Linked DNA regions of Zea mays: region 2 is linked to region 1. A link is a contact called in public Hi-C data. All regions are on one chromosome and are shown on one strand. Each heading gives the region's core, a stretch centred on a gene start, on an enhancer-like site or on the middle of the called end of the contact. The rest is flanking DNA. Distances are from core to core; before and after follow the strand shown.

Region 1 (6,464 bases), core at 1,022-3,521:
CTATAACTCTTGTAATGTGTTGAAGGTGGAAAACTTGGATGCCTTGAATGTGGGGTGGTTGGGGTATTTATAGCCCCAACCACCAAAATATGGCTGTTGGAAGGCTGCAGTCGCATGGCGCACCGGACAGTCCGGTGCGCCACCGGACACTGTCCGGTGCGCCAGCCACGTCAGTAGACCGTTGGGGTTCGACCATTGGAGCTCTGACTTGTGGGCCCTCTGGGCTGTCCGGTGGTGCACCGGACAGGTCCTATAGACTGTCCGATGTGCCTCCCGCGCGTGCTCTGACCTCTGCGCGCACTGTAGCGCATTGAATGCGGTTGCAGTCGACCGTTACGCGCGAAGTAGCCGTTGCTCTGCTGGCACACCGGACAGTCCGGTGAATTATAGCGGAGCGCCCTCTGAATTTCCCGAAGGTAGCTAGTTCAGCGTCGAGTGCCCTGGTGCACCGGACACTGTCCGGTGCGCCAGACCAGGGTGCCTTTGGGTTGTCTTTTGCTCTCTTTGTTTGAACCATTTCTTGGTCTTTTTATTGGCTTATTGTGAACCTTTGGCACCTGTAAAACTTATAGACTAGAGCAAACTAGTTAGTCCAATTATTTGTGTTGGACAATTCAACCACCAAAATCAATTAGGAAAAAAGTGTAAGCCTAATTCCCTTTCAGGATGCAAGGATTAGTGAGAGATAAGCATGTATTAGTCATGTATAAGTGAAATTAGCTTGTTGAGCTCACTGTATGACACCAGAGGCGTACGTATACGTATGAGCATGGAGAAAATTATGAAGAAAATATTTGTAGGGACTTTAAAAATGATTCTGAATGTATTTCTCATGAGGAAAATATTTGAAGAATTATCGGTGGAATATTTGGTCAGTGTTTCTGAAAAGAATTTGAGAGGATTATTGGTGAAATATTTGTATGATATTTTGAGGAGGATTTTGGAGAAAAATATAGACCACTATATTTTATTTGTTGATATCAACTTACAAACAAGCTTTTTGAAATGAAATTTAAAATTCATTTTGAATTTAGAGCGAGTTTGAGAAAATTTTCAAGATTTGAATTTTTGGGTACTACAACCCTTCAATCAGTCTTTTACACATCCTATATATTATATCAACATAATACAAATGGAGCGGATCATAGCCTATTTTAACTAAAGTTGGTGCTCGGAGTAAGTTTAGAAATCTAGATGCTGCTATTATCGTACATGTTCGATGATCTATACACCAAAACTCAAAGGATTCGAGACTCAAATGACCTAAATGCATTTTACCTGTATGTAGTAGAGCTGGGTAAGGGCTAAAGTGGGTCATGCCCCAAATAGGCTTAGACCCGTTTTAGTTCTATGACTAAAACTATTCAAAACACATTAAATAAATCATAAGAGGACTAAAATATTCCTTAACATTTTCACGTCACTAGTGCAACTGAAATAAAGAAGAGACAAAAGTGGAATTTACATGATTTAGTCCTTTTTTGTCACCTACTGAGAGACTAGAAACTAAAACAATTTAGTTCTTATTTTAGTCTCACCGTTTGATAATTTAGGAACTAAATAGAACTAAAATAAAGGAACTAATCTTTAGTCTCTCAAACTAAACGGGACCTTAGAATATTTCTTAATTAAATACATGATTTTGCTACTTCAAATTACTATAAAAATAACAGGTATGCCCCCGTCCCTTTGCCTTTCCCATCAGTTGGCCCCGTCTCTTTTTTCTTGTGCAAGCTCGGCCACTGCCTATGCGTGCTAAATAGAGCCATATCCGTTTGCCTTTACTCTATAATCACCCACCATTCAAGCCTTCGTTGAGGCCGAAAGTGATGTGCACCCTGCATAGGTCGCTTCAAGGCATGAAAAGGACGGTCTTTATCGTATCCAGTAGTACATACTGTACAAAATACAGCTGCTGGTTTCACAGCTCGTCCAATCATATATAACACGGCAGTGGGCCTTTGGGCCAAAGCCCAAAAGACGGCTGGCCTGCCGTGCGAAAAACGCTGAGAGCCACGTAACGGCACGGCAAAGCGAGTCCAGCGATCCAGTCCAGCAAGCACGGTGGCGCCGCGGCCCGCGAGATCCGTAGCGCAAGGGGGCACCACCGGCCACGCAACGTGGCGGCAGGACCGAGACCTCCCGGAGTCACGAAACCCGAAACGCCCTCCTGCCCACGCGCGAGATCCTACGGCAGACGACCGACGAGCCCACCCCCGCCCCACGCTGATTGTCTGTCTCACTGTGCCGCGCTCGCACTCGGCACGGCAGTCGTCTCGTCGCCATCTCCCCACCACCTCGTCACCGCAGACCATGCCCCCACGGGGCCCCCGCGCGGCCGTGGCCTACCGGTGAACGCCACCCAGACACACGGGACCGCGCAGCCGGCGAGCACGGCATCGCACATCACGGGCGCGGCCAAGAGGCGGGAGCCGTGCGCTGCGAAGTGCGGAAGCGCCTGTTAATTGCTCTCCCTCCAGTGCCGCGCAGTGCGCACAGGGTTTTAGGAAGGGGGCGACACCGGTATCGCCATTCGCCAGCCATGGAATCCGCAACGGCGGCCGTCCGCAGCGCGTCGCTAGCCCGGGCCCGGCCCGCGCCGCTCGTCCACGGGCGCGCGCGCGGGGCGGGTCGCGTCGTGGGCGCTGGCCTCGCCGCGCGCGCCCGGCGGAGGGCGCTCGTCGCCGTAGCCTCCCACCAGGAGCACCACGAGCCGCTCCCGCCGCGCGCGCAGGAGGGCGGCGCCGTGGCTGTGGCGACGCAGGTGAGTCGCGGCGATCCGGAATCGTGCGCGCGCCTTCTTCTCGGCGTACTGTGATGCCCTGATGTTTTGAGGAGTTTTTTTTTAATGCAGGCTGACGAGGCGGAGGTCCATGCGATTGACGCTCCGGCGGCTGCTGCTGAAACCTCGTCTTCCCAACTGGGTAAGTCGGAGACGATGGATGGTGCGAAACTTCTAAATCTGTTTGATCCCGAATGATGGATCCTTACTTTTTACTGCGCCTTTGCCTTCCCTCCCAGCTGCTGGCAAGACAGTGCGTGTTCGATTTGTGCTGAAAAGGCAGTGCACGTTCGGGCAGAGCGTCTGCCTTGTCGGCGACGACCCTGCGCTCGGCCTCTGGGATCTGTCGAACGCGTTTCCTTTGAAGTGGGCGGAAAGCCACGACTGGACCTTAGAGAAAGTGAGCCTTTGTTTTGTGCGCATGCGCATTGTGTGCTATGATCTGCGTGCTTCTGAAGTGACGACGTCACCCTTTCTGTCTATCCTGTTTTGACCAGGATTTGCCGGCCAACAAGCTGATTGAGTTCAAGTTCTTGCTCCAAGATTCCACAGGAAAGTTGCATTGGCAGGGTGGGCCAAACAGAAGCTTTCAGACAGGTGAAACCGCCGCAAACACATTGGTTGTGTTTGAAGATTGGGGTGATGTGAAGAATCAGAAAATAGTAGAAGAGGGGGGAGTGGCGTCTGCTGGGATAGAACAAACTGTTGTTTCAAATGACAGCGAAAGCAGAAAGGGTACTGTTTTAGAAGCTGAGCTCCAAGTAGATGATAATCTGGTCCAAGAAGATGAATTCGTTGTTGCCAAGGAGGACAAGAAGCCAGCGGTTGCCACAGATGCTTCTGTTCAAGTAGATTGGGTGAAGACAGACGAAGCTAACCCTCAAAAGGTAACCTGTTTAATCAACACCTGTCGCACATGACATAGAGCAAACACAGTTTAATTCCATAAGCCTTTTATATACCTGTTAGTCTATTATGCTGTCTATAAGTAGTTCAGTGTACGTTCTATGCACGCTATCTGAAATATTTAACAGCTTGTAGAGTGAGTCTTAATGCGTTTACAAGTGACCACGCTGATAACAGTTGAGGGGTATTAACAACTGCACACTATTTTAATTCACCAGAGCACAAAAGAGTTTGGTAGTTCCTTGCTAAGTGTTTTAGGGAAAAATAATGGGAACTGAAAATTTATCTGGTGTTAGTATTCATTTGAATAGGAGGAAGGGGTTTCCTGAAGTGGGAAAAAGCCCGCAATCCAATAGCTATGTTTGATTGTTCAATTATCCATGTTAAGTGTACTCATTCGATGAGCCTTTTCTTTTTCTTGATCAGTCCAAGTTGCATGAGGAAATGGAAGTTCTAGACGAACTTCTTGGAAAAGAAAACATGGAGAACAGCGGTATTTCGAGCACTGATGAGAATTATGCTGAAAAAACTGGAGATGATATCTTGTTTGAGGATGGCGTTCTGATTGAGAATGGGTTAGCCACTGCTTATGAACATGATTTGCTTTGGGGTTGGAAGGCCCTGCAGCAGCTGCTGATGAGCCTGGGTTTCAAAATGGATACAACATGAAAAAGGCATAATCTATTGCCATATATCTAATGTTCGTATGTCGCAATTCGGATGCAATGGTGTTGCTTTCCAGGATAATTTGTTTTGACCCCTGAGGAGACTGCCTTGTGGATGTTCACGGAAAAGGCTTTGCACTCTAGAAAGCTGCTGGCATTGTGGTATTGTATGTATATAATATGTTCGTTTTCCAGGCGTGCTGTATCTTAGCAGGAATGAGAACCTGTTATTATAAATAATCAACCATCAGTTTTACTATCATCTGTGCTCGAAACTTATCCTATCTCATCTCCGTGAAGATGTTATGGTCTGCAGACGCTGCATGGGAACTGTATATACGTGTGGTGAGAAAAATGTCTTTGACAAATGTGGACAATATGATAGTAGGTTCTATTTCTCCTTGGAATGTAGTTGTCTCAGTTGTTCCGTGTATTAGCACAGCTCTTAGGTTAGGTTGGTCTTATTTGACTAGTTAGAGACCGAGCCCAAAACCATGACTTTGATATCACTGTTAAAGATCTTTAACTTTAGCTCATAACCCTAGCCATTAGAAACCGTAAAACAGAGAGTCTAGCTTCGGAGTTTTGGGAGGTCACCATGTGAAGGTCGGAGTATAGTGTTGATGGCGACAACGGCTCTGATAGATTAGAAGCGGCGACAATCCTTTCACAAAACAGTCAAGTATTATTATTCTATAGCCTAGTGGTTGGAGGTGCTTTAGTAGCAACTTCAGATCCTAAGTTTAACTCTCAAGATCATATATAGGTTGGATAAAAAATTCCCAATCCTGTCGCTAAGGTTTAGGGATGTTTTGGCCAATGAGGTGAGTTCTTCTATCTCTTAAGAAATACCTTGGGAGGCCAACACCTGGTTAATCGAGTTTTTTATATACTACATATGCGATTTGAGCTCTTACAAGAAGGTGCGGGTTTTTTTATATACTGCGTATGCTTGAGATTTAAGCTCTTATAATGTGATTGGAAGGTAGATTTTTTATATATACAGTTGGTTACTCATTTTTGACTCCTTCAGGATATAAAAAATAAGACAACACAGTCAAATTAAGTTTCATCTTCATTCTTTGAATCAATTTCCTTCGAGGGAAATTGATTAAAGGATGAAGATGTAGAAAACTAACAGAAGATAAATGAAGGACGTTAAGGGTAAATCATATACAACTCAAGAATGAAGCATATAATTCAACCCTATTAGACATTTCTTTCTTCTACTCTTATTATTTAACAAAGGATCACAAATGTACCTTCGGCTATTATTGAGAATTACAATACGAAGGTAAGAAGAATACAACTTCGTAGGTAGAGTGAGACAGCTATTCTCATTAGTTATTTTCTGCAGTCAACCGGCCCCAATTTCCAACATGTTCTGTTAGCCACAGGGATTTTCCAGTTCCTGTGGTGGGATTTGGGGCCTAGTATAAGCTTACGAGTTTCATGCTAACTTGTTGATTGAAATATGGCTTTCCAACAAGATAGCAAAAAAATTCAACTTCAATTGGGGTCTTGGTTTCTTGCTAGATCCAGGATGTGCATAGATCAAGTCTGCTATTTTCTTGTTGCATGGTGCAGGTTTCAAGGTGGAACATACTGCAATATAATGTTCACCCAGTGGAAGGCAATTGCAGTTAATGGTATATTGTGACTAGGCATCGACTAGTCGACTCAGGGAAGCGTATTGCCCAATTGCCTAGCCTATTGGCTATCCCAGTAGGCTTCATATCACGGTCGAATGATTTTCCTGTTTCCTGCTCATGCTCCTTTCAGCTGGCAGCTAGGTCAAAGCCAGAGGAGCCTGTGTTTTAGTATATAGGATAGGATGTGGTGGTATGGGATGGGCCTTGAATACTACTGGGCTGAAGCCCAAGTTACCGTCAGCCTGTCAGCAGCAACTAGTTCAACTAGAAAGAGCTGACTAATCATGAGTAGTTAACTGACCGATTAACTAGGCAAACTAATCAAATTGATGTACCTGGTCGTTCGCTTTCGACTATTTTGGTTCACATACTGAGAAGACAAATGTAACTAGAGATGCAAGGTCCACTTGCGCTGGGTCATCAGGTCCACTCATTGGGTAACCATTTGCACCCCTAAAT
Region 2 (6,189 bases), core at 703-3,202, 300 kb before region 1:
CCCAATTAAGAATTTCTAATAATTCCAGGAAAATCTCAAAAGCCCATATAAGTGGATGGCAAAGTGATAGGTGGAACCAATAGCACCATATTGCTAGCTCTTGTGGAGTAGAGCTAGCTTAAATATGGAAGCCACACTCACTCACCAAGTCATGGATGAGAGGAGAGAGTGTGGAGAGCCACACGCGCGCGCGCTCGCTCGCCTCGCCTGGCCGGGCCGGGCCGGGCCGGGGCGAAGGGCGCGGGCGCACGACATGCGCGTGAATGGTCCGCCGAAATCCGGCCCCTCGCCTTGCGGGGGCGCGGCTACCTTTTGCCGTTTGATTTTTTGGTTTCTTGGTTGTTACACTTATCCTAACCGATCCCTATAAAATCTCAACTGATTGCGAGATTTTCGTGGGCGGATAAGCACGGGGGTCGCGGACTCGGCCCTATAAAAGGAGCCCGGCAGCCAGCCTCCAAATCATCCCCAGCTCCCAGTTCGCTTTCGCCTCTCTTCATAGCTGAGCCGCCTTTTAGTTCCCTTCGTCCCGACCGCAGAGGTGCATCTGCGATCAGGAGAGCAGGTCTCCGGAACCCTTCGTCTTCTAGATCCTGCACCGGGAGAGGGCGAATAAGGTTTTTGGGAAGCGTCTTCACGCGACTGCTCGTGATCTGCTGACCTCGTCGACCCTGCTGATTTCGCTACTTCGACATCGTCGACCCTGCTGATTCCGGCGCGTGCCATCGATCAGTAAGTCTAATCAGTACGCATCATCTGATTTGGCTTGTTATTTCAGTTCTTCTGATTTGGTCATGATTTATATTCGGAATTTAGATTGGAATTTGTCTAATTATTCAACAGAAAGACTTGCAACATTCAAGCCAAGGCCAGTTTCTCATCGAAAATTGTTAGCTCAACATGATCCATTGTGCGTGAATTTCCTACCTCCAAGTTCAAATAACCAGGCACATTGAAAGGTTCAGCAGACATCACCATGTGAGCGTCATCAAGGATCTCCGCTGAACTATCTCCAAGCAATGTAGTTTCAGTTCTTGGTTTCTCTTCTATAATCCAATCCCCTTCAAGATCAATAGAAAGCAAACTATCTTCGGTGTGTCCATACATAACATGCATGTTTAAGTTTGATGAAGGTCCAACATCATTCAACTTTGGCTCTTGCATGCTTGCATGTTGGTTTATTAGAACTGTTCTTGAGATGGATGTCGTTCTCCATGGTTAAGAAGCCAACTTGAAACCATTCCATGTGCCTTCTGATGGTTAGGAGTACTGAAGACCCGCCCACCCCAGAAGGCAACATTCATACACAAAGCTTTGAAGACCTCCCATGCGATGACACCCCATTGGGATTTCCTCCCACAACACACGTCCAGCTCAAGAGGCCGGAGACATCGTATAAGAAGGTGAACACCTGAGAATCTTAGCGGAAGACCAACTCAAACCGTGAGCCATCCACATAAAAAACAATCACTTTTAGAAGCAAAGGGAGATACTCACAACCAAGAGACAGTGAACCAACATGCAGGTCAGAGTGAGACAATTGATCATGGACGGGGAGGAAAAAGCAAGAGCACTCGTTAAGTGTTTTTTTTTAAAATATACAGAATAAATAATTAAATAGAATTACTATTATTACAAGGATTCACTATAAAAATAACATATAGACATATATATACTATGATTCACATGACATAATATTTTTTAGCTAATAAGTTCATAAAATCACATAATAATATCATCACATATTAAAATTTTTTATACTTTAGATCTATTCGGTCTATTTAGGTTTTAAAGACTAGGAACCGAACCTAGATCCATATCCTGAACCGAATTTGAACAAAAAAAAACCTGAATAGAAGTTAGAGTCCAAGTTCAGGTGTTCGGTTTTAAAACGTCCACTCCTGGCCACCTGCACGTCAGCACGTGCCCCATCCTCGCAGCCGAATCACAAGCGGGGCCAGATCGCACGGGCTCCACGCGAGGGCAGTTCGGTCACTCCCGGCGGCGTGTCGCTTTCCAACTCGGCCACCAGACAGCCACATCAACTGCTTCGGTGCTTCCGCAGTTCTGCAAGTGCTGTTTGGTTTAGCTGCCTCTTGCCGCTGGCAGCCAGCGGAAGCCAACCACCTTGTCCCCGTCGAGCACCGAGACCGCGACTCCTCACCGCACTGCGCCGCTCGCGAGAACCTCGCGTAAGCTTCGGCAAGCAGCATCCGTCCCGCCGATCGCAATGCCGGAGGACAAGGAGTACGCGCCCCTGCCACTCGGCCAGGCGGCGGCGCCTGACCCCGAGGACCCCGTCAAGTCGCCGCCGCGACCCAGCTCGCCTGCCACGTCCACTCGCAAGGTCCGAATCCGTCTCGCCCTAGACCCTACCCCACCCTGCAGCTTGTACGGTTCTACCATACCCTAGTCGCTTCGCTTGGATCTGGTCGCGGTCGCCCCTGTGCGGCCGCGCTGTTCAAGTTGAAACTGCCTTTTCGCCCTTCGGACTTCCACGGTTTCGCCTCCTTTCCTTTCTCGGGAGGGAAGCAGGCGTTGGTCTTGTGCGGGACCTGACCCACCTGACGTCTTTGTGGTCAAATTAACTCTTTGATTTTATTTTTCACGTCTAATATTTTGCATCGGTTCTCGTAGTGCTGGCATGAGCACTTTCCATTGTTATCGTGAAAGGCTGAAATCCACTGGTTGTGGCTTGTTCGAAATGAAGGTTTACGGGGTATAACATGATTTCTTCTTCGTGACACCAAATGCAGGCCACGCTCGCGTTTGATGCGTCAATGCTTTTGTTATGTGAAGTAGGCACTGATTTAAACGAGAGACTTTTAATTATCATCAAGGAATATTTGGGCCGAATGCTGTATTTTATTCTACTGCACATTAATTAGACTTGAAGCAAATTTTGGCATAATATAGATGTCAAGTTAGTCTACAATAACTATCAGTCTATCACGATGTTCTTGGCTTCAAATGTTTCTTGATTTTGAACATGCAGGATTTTTGCAGAGGCAATACATATGACCTAGTCATACAGTTTCGTTACCAACAATAGAAATATGATAAATTAATTGTGGCCGAGTGTTAGCCTCAACTATCTAGTGGACAAATAGTAGTCCACATATTTAGCCATTCTACCATTTTTCCACCGTAAAGGTTTATTTATGAAGCCAGCAATTTTCACATCATTTAGATACCATGGGAATGAATTTATTCCAACAAACAAAACAAAATGTGTACCCCGATTTTATTGTGTCACTTTCTTGTTTTTCTTGATGCACCCAAATGATTTTTTTTTTGTTCCTCTACATTCATGTGCCAGGATTTCGAACAGTTCTTGTAGCTAATATCTTCATTTCATAATAGGCATGCTTTGCTGTTCTTCAAAGCTGGGTGTCAAGAAAATTTATGACCGGATGGTATGCTTCACAAGGACCAATTCAGATACTTTGCAGTGACTACAATATATCTATGCTAATATCCTGTTTTGGCTGCCTACTTTGTCTCTGCAGTGTAGTTCTTTTCCCAATTGCTGTCACATTCTTCCTCACGTGGTGGTTTATTCAATTTGTTGATGGTTTTTTCAGCCCACTCTATGCAAAACTGGGGTTTGACATGTTCGGTAATTGTTTATGCTTTATTTGTGGTACTTCTTTGCCATGATATATTACTAAAATTGTAGAATTGTCAATGTCATAATTTCATTTTTCCTTTTATTTTTATATGCTGTATAATGTTGTTATGACGTAAGCATTTTACAAGTTTTTTCCCCATGAGTTCTTTGTATTCGATCTAGATTTAATCTTCAGAAGGAACTAAGAAATGCAAACCCTATCTCAGGGAAATATAGGTGTTTTTTGTTCGACCATTTATTTAATACCAGTTTCCTTTGATGTGGTGTTAATTGGTCCTGAACTCTCCCTGTATTACCAAAAAACAGATTCCTGAAGTGTCTGAGTACATGGTGAATTGTTATGGTTTGTACAGTGCAGATAACCTCATTCTTGAATTCGTAATCTTTTTCTTGTGACAATTGCTTTTGACAATGTTTCAGGCCTTGGATTTTTTACCTCCCTGGTGTTCATACTTCTTGTTGGAATCTTTGTGTCTTCTTGGGTGGGTTCAACTGTCTTCTGGGTTGGAGAATGGTTTATAAAAAAAATGCCATTTGTAAGGCACATATACTCTGCATCAAAGCAAGTTAGTACTGCTGTTTCACCAGGTAATGTAATTTTTTTTCATACGCAGCTCCAATTCTACGTGCACCAATGTTGTCCATCCATATTATCTCTTCAAAAAATATTTTAGCTTTCCTGTAGAGGAGTCTTATTGTTATGGGCAGTTGATGGGGCCAGTTGGGCTGGGCCTATTGGATTGAGCAGATCCATTAGGATAGAGTTAGTTGGAGATAAGATTAGGACAGAGTTTAGAGATAAGATAGATTTGGTTAAGATATTTGCATAGGGGTCAAGTTGTCTCTTTAAAAGGGACACCCTTCTATCAGTTGAGATTAAGCAGAAATTAGATCAAAGAAGTGTAGCTCAGAGCCTCCAAGGGAGGGCGAGTCACGGATCTATCGACTATCCCATCTACCAATCAATAAACCACATCACCTATACATTTCCATTGTCTGCACGAAAAACTGGTAAGTTTTAGATCACGTAAACTTTATGCTTCATAAACAACATAAACAGTTTGTTGGTCGCACTTCTGTTTTGAAAGCCACAATACGTTTTTAGTGCAATCCAACTTAAGTGCATTAAGGATGAAATGGAGCGCCTCTTGGTAAAGGAGGATGAGGTCACACCATGGATGGCGAGAGTATTTTAATAAATTGGTCAATGAGGAGAATGAGGACACAACCTTTCAGTTAGATGACTCTTTTGATGACACCAATAGATGCTTTGTGGTAGGATCGAAGAATGTGAAGTTAGTGGGGCAGTGAAAAGGATTATAGAGGGTAAGGCGATGGGCCCTGATGGTATCTCAACCGAGGCATGGAGATGGCTCGAGGAAATAGCTATAGTATGGCTAACAAGTTGTTTAACCATATATTCCGATCAAACAAGATGTCTGACGATGAAGTATATTGGTGTTGATCTACAAGAATAAGGGAGATATTCAAAGTTATACTAATTACCGAGGAAATAAGTTGATGAGTCATACTATGAAGCTATGGGACAGAGTTATCAAGCATCGTTTGAGAGGAATAACGAGGATCCCTACAAGGCAATTTGGTATTCATGCCCGGAAGGTCAACCATGGAAGCTATTTTTTAATAAGACAAGTGATGGATCAGTATAGGAATCAGAAGAGGACCTACATTTGGGTTTCGTTGACTTGGAGAAGGCTTACGACAAAATACGAAGGAATGTTATGTGGTGGCCTTTAGACAAACATAAAGTTAAGGACATGTACATTGTACAATAATATTGTGACTAGTGTTCGAACAAGTGGAGACACAGATGACTTCCCGATTGAAATAGAACTACATCAAGGATCAACTTTAAGCCCTTACCTTTTTGCCTTAGTGATGGATAAGATAACATGGGACATACTAAGAGAAATCTTTTGGTGTATGTTTTTTGTGGACGATGTAGTGCTAGTTGATGAAAGTCACACAAGAGTAAATAGAAAACTAGAGTTGTGGTAGGAGACTCTAGAGTCCAAAGGTTTTCTACTTAGTAGAACTAAAACGAATATATGATACATGACTTTGACACTTCTGCACACGAGGAAGGATACATTAGTTTGGAAGGTCAAGTAGTGCTAAGAAAGGATACTTTTTCGTATTTATGATCAATGCTACAGAGAGACGAGGATATTGATGAAGATGTTAGCATTGAATCAAATTAGGGTTGATAAAGTGGTGTTAAGCATTTGGCGTTCTATATGATAAGAGAGTACCACAAAAGCTAGAAGGCAAGTTTTATAGGACGACCGTTAGACCTGCTATGTTTTATGGTGCAAAATGTGGCCTACAAAAAGACATGTCCAGCAGATAAGTGTTATAGAAATGTGTATGTTGCGTTAGATTTGTGGTTATACAAGAAGGGACCGAGTCTGAAACGATGATATACGTGATAGGTTAGTGGTAGCACCAATTAAAGAAAAGTTTGTCCAACACCGGTTGAGATGTTTGGACATGTCAACGGAGACCTCTAGAAATATTAGTGCGTGGTGGGATTCTAA

Evidence for each region. A called contact is a pair of places that touch in the nucleus more often than the background predicts.
Region 2: a contact with region 1 is called in a Hi-C map of leaf, with 2.8 times the contacts expected there. The contact joins the promoter of LOC100285618 here to the promoter of LOC100279613 in region 1. A contact is called at or near these places in 4 of 25 Hi-C or Micro-C datasets (ear, leaf and tassel).

The regions. Positions count from the first base shown.
Region 1 is chr6:161,089,151-161,095,614 of Zm-B73-REFERENCE-NAM-5.0, reverse strand. LOC100279613 reads left to right here and starts at 2,271. Exons shown (of 5, transcript NM_001152609.1): 1 at 2,271-2,764; 2 at 2,855-2,924; 3 at 3,022-3,182; 4 at 3,280-3,669; 5 at 4,115-4,611. The coding sequence starts at 2,543. The coding sequence ends at 4,357.
Region 2 is chr6:161,386,666-161,392,854 of Zm-B73-REFERENCE-NAM-5.0, reverse strand. LOC100285618 (COV1-like protein) reads left to right here and starts at 1,952. Exons shown (of 8, transcript NM_001158509.2): 1 at 1,952-2,347; 2 at 3,364-3,416; 3 at 3,510-3,619; 4 at 4,052-4,219. The coding sequence starts at 2,231.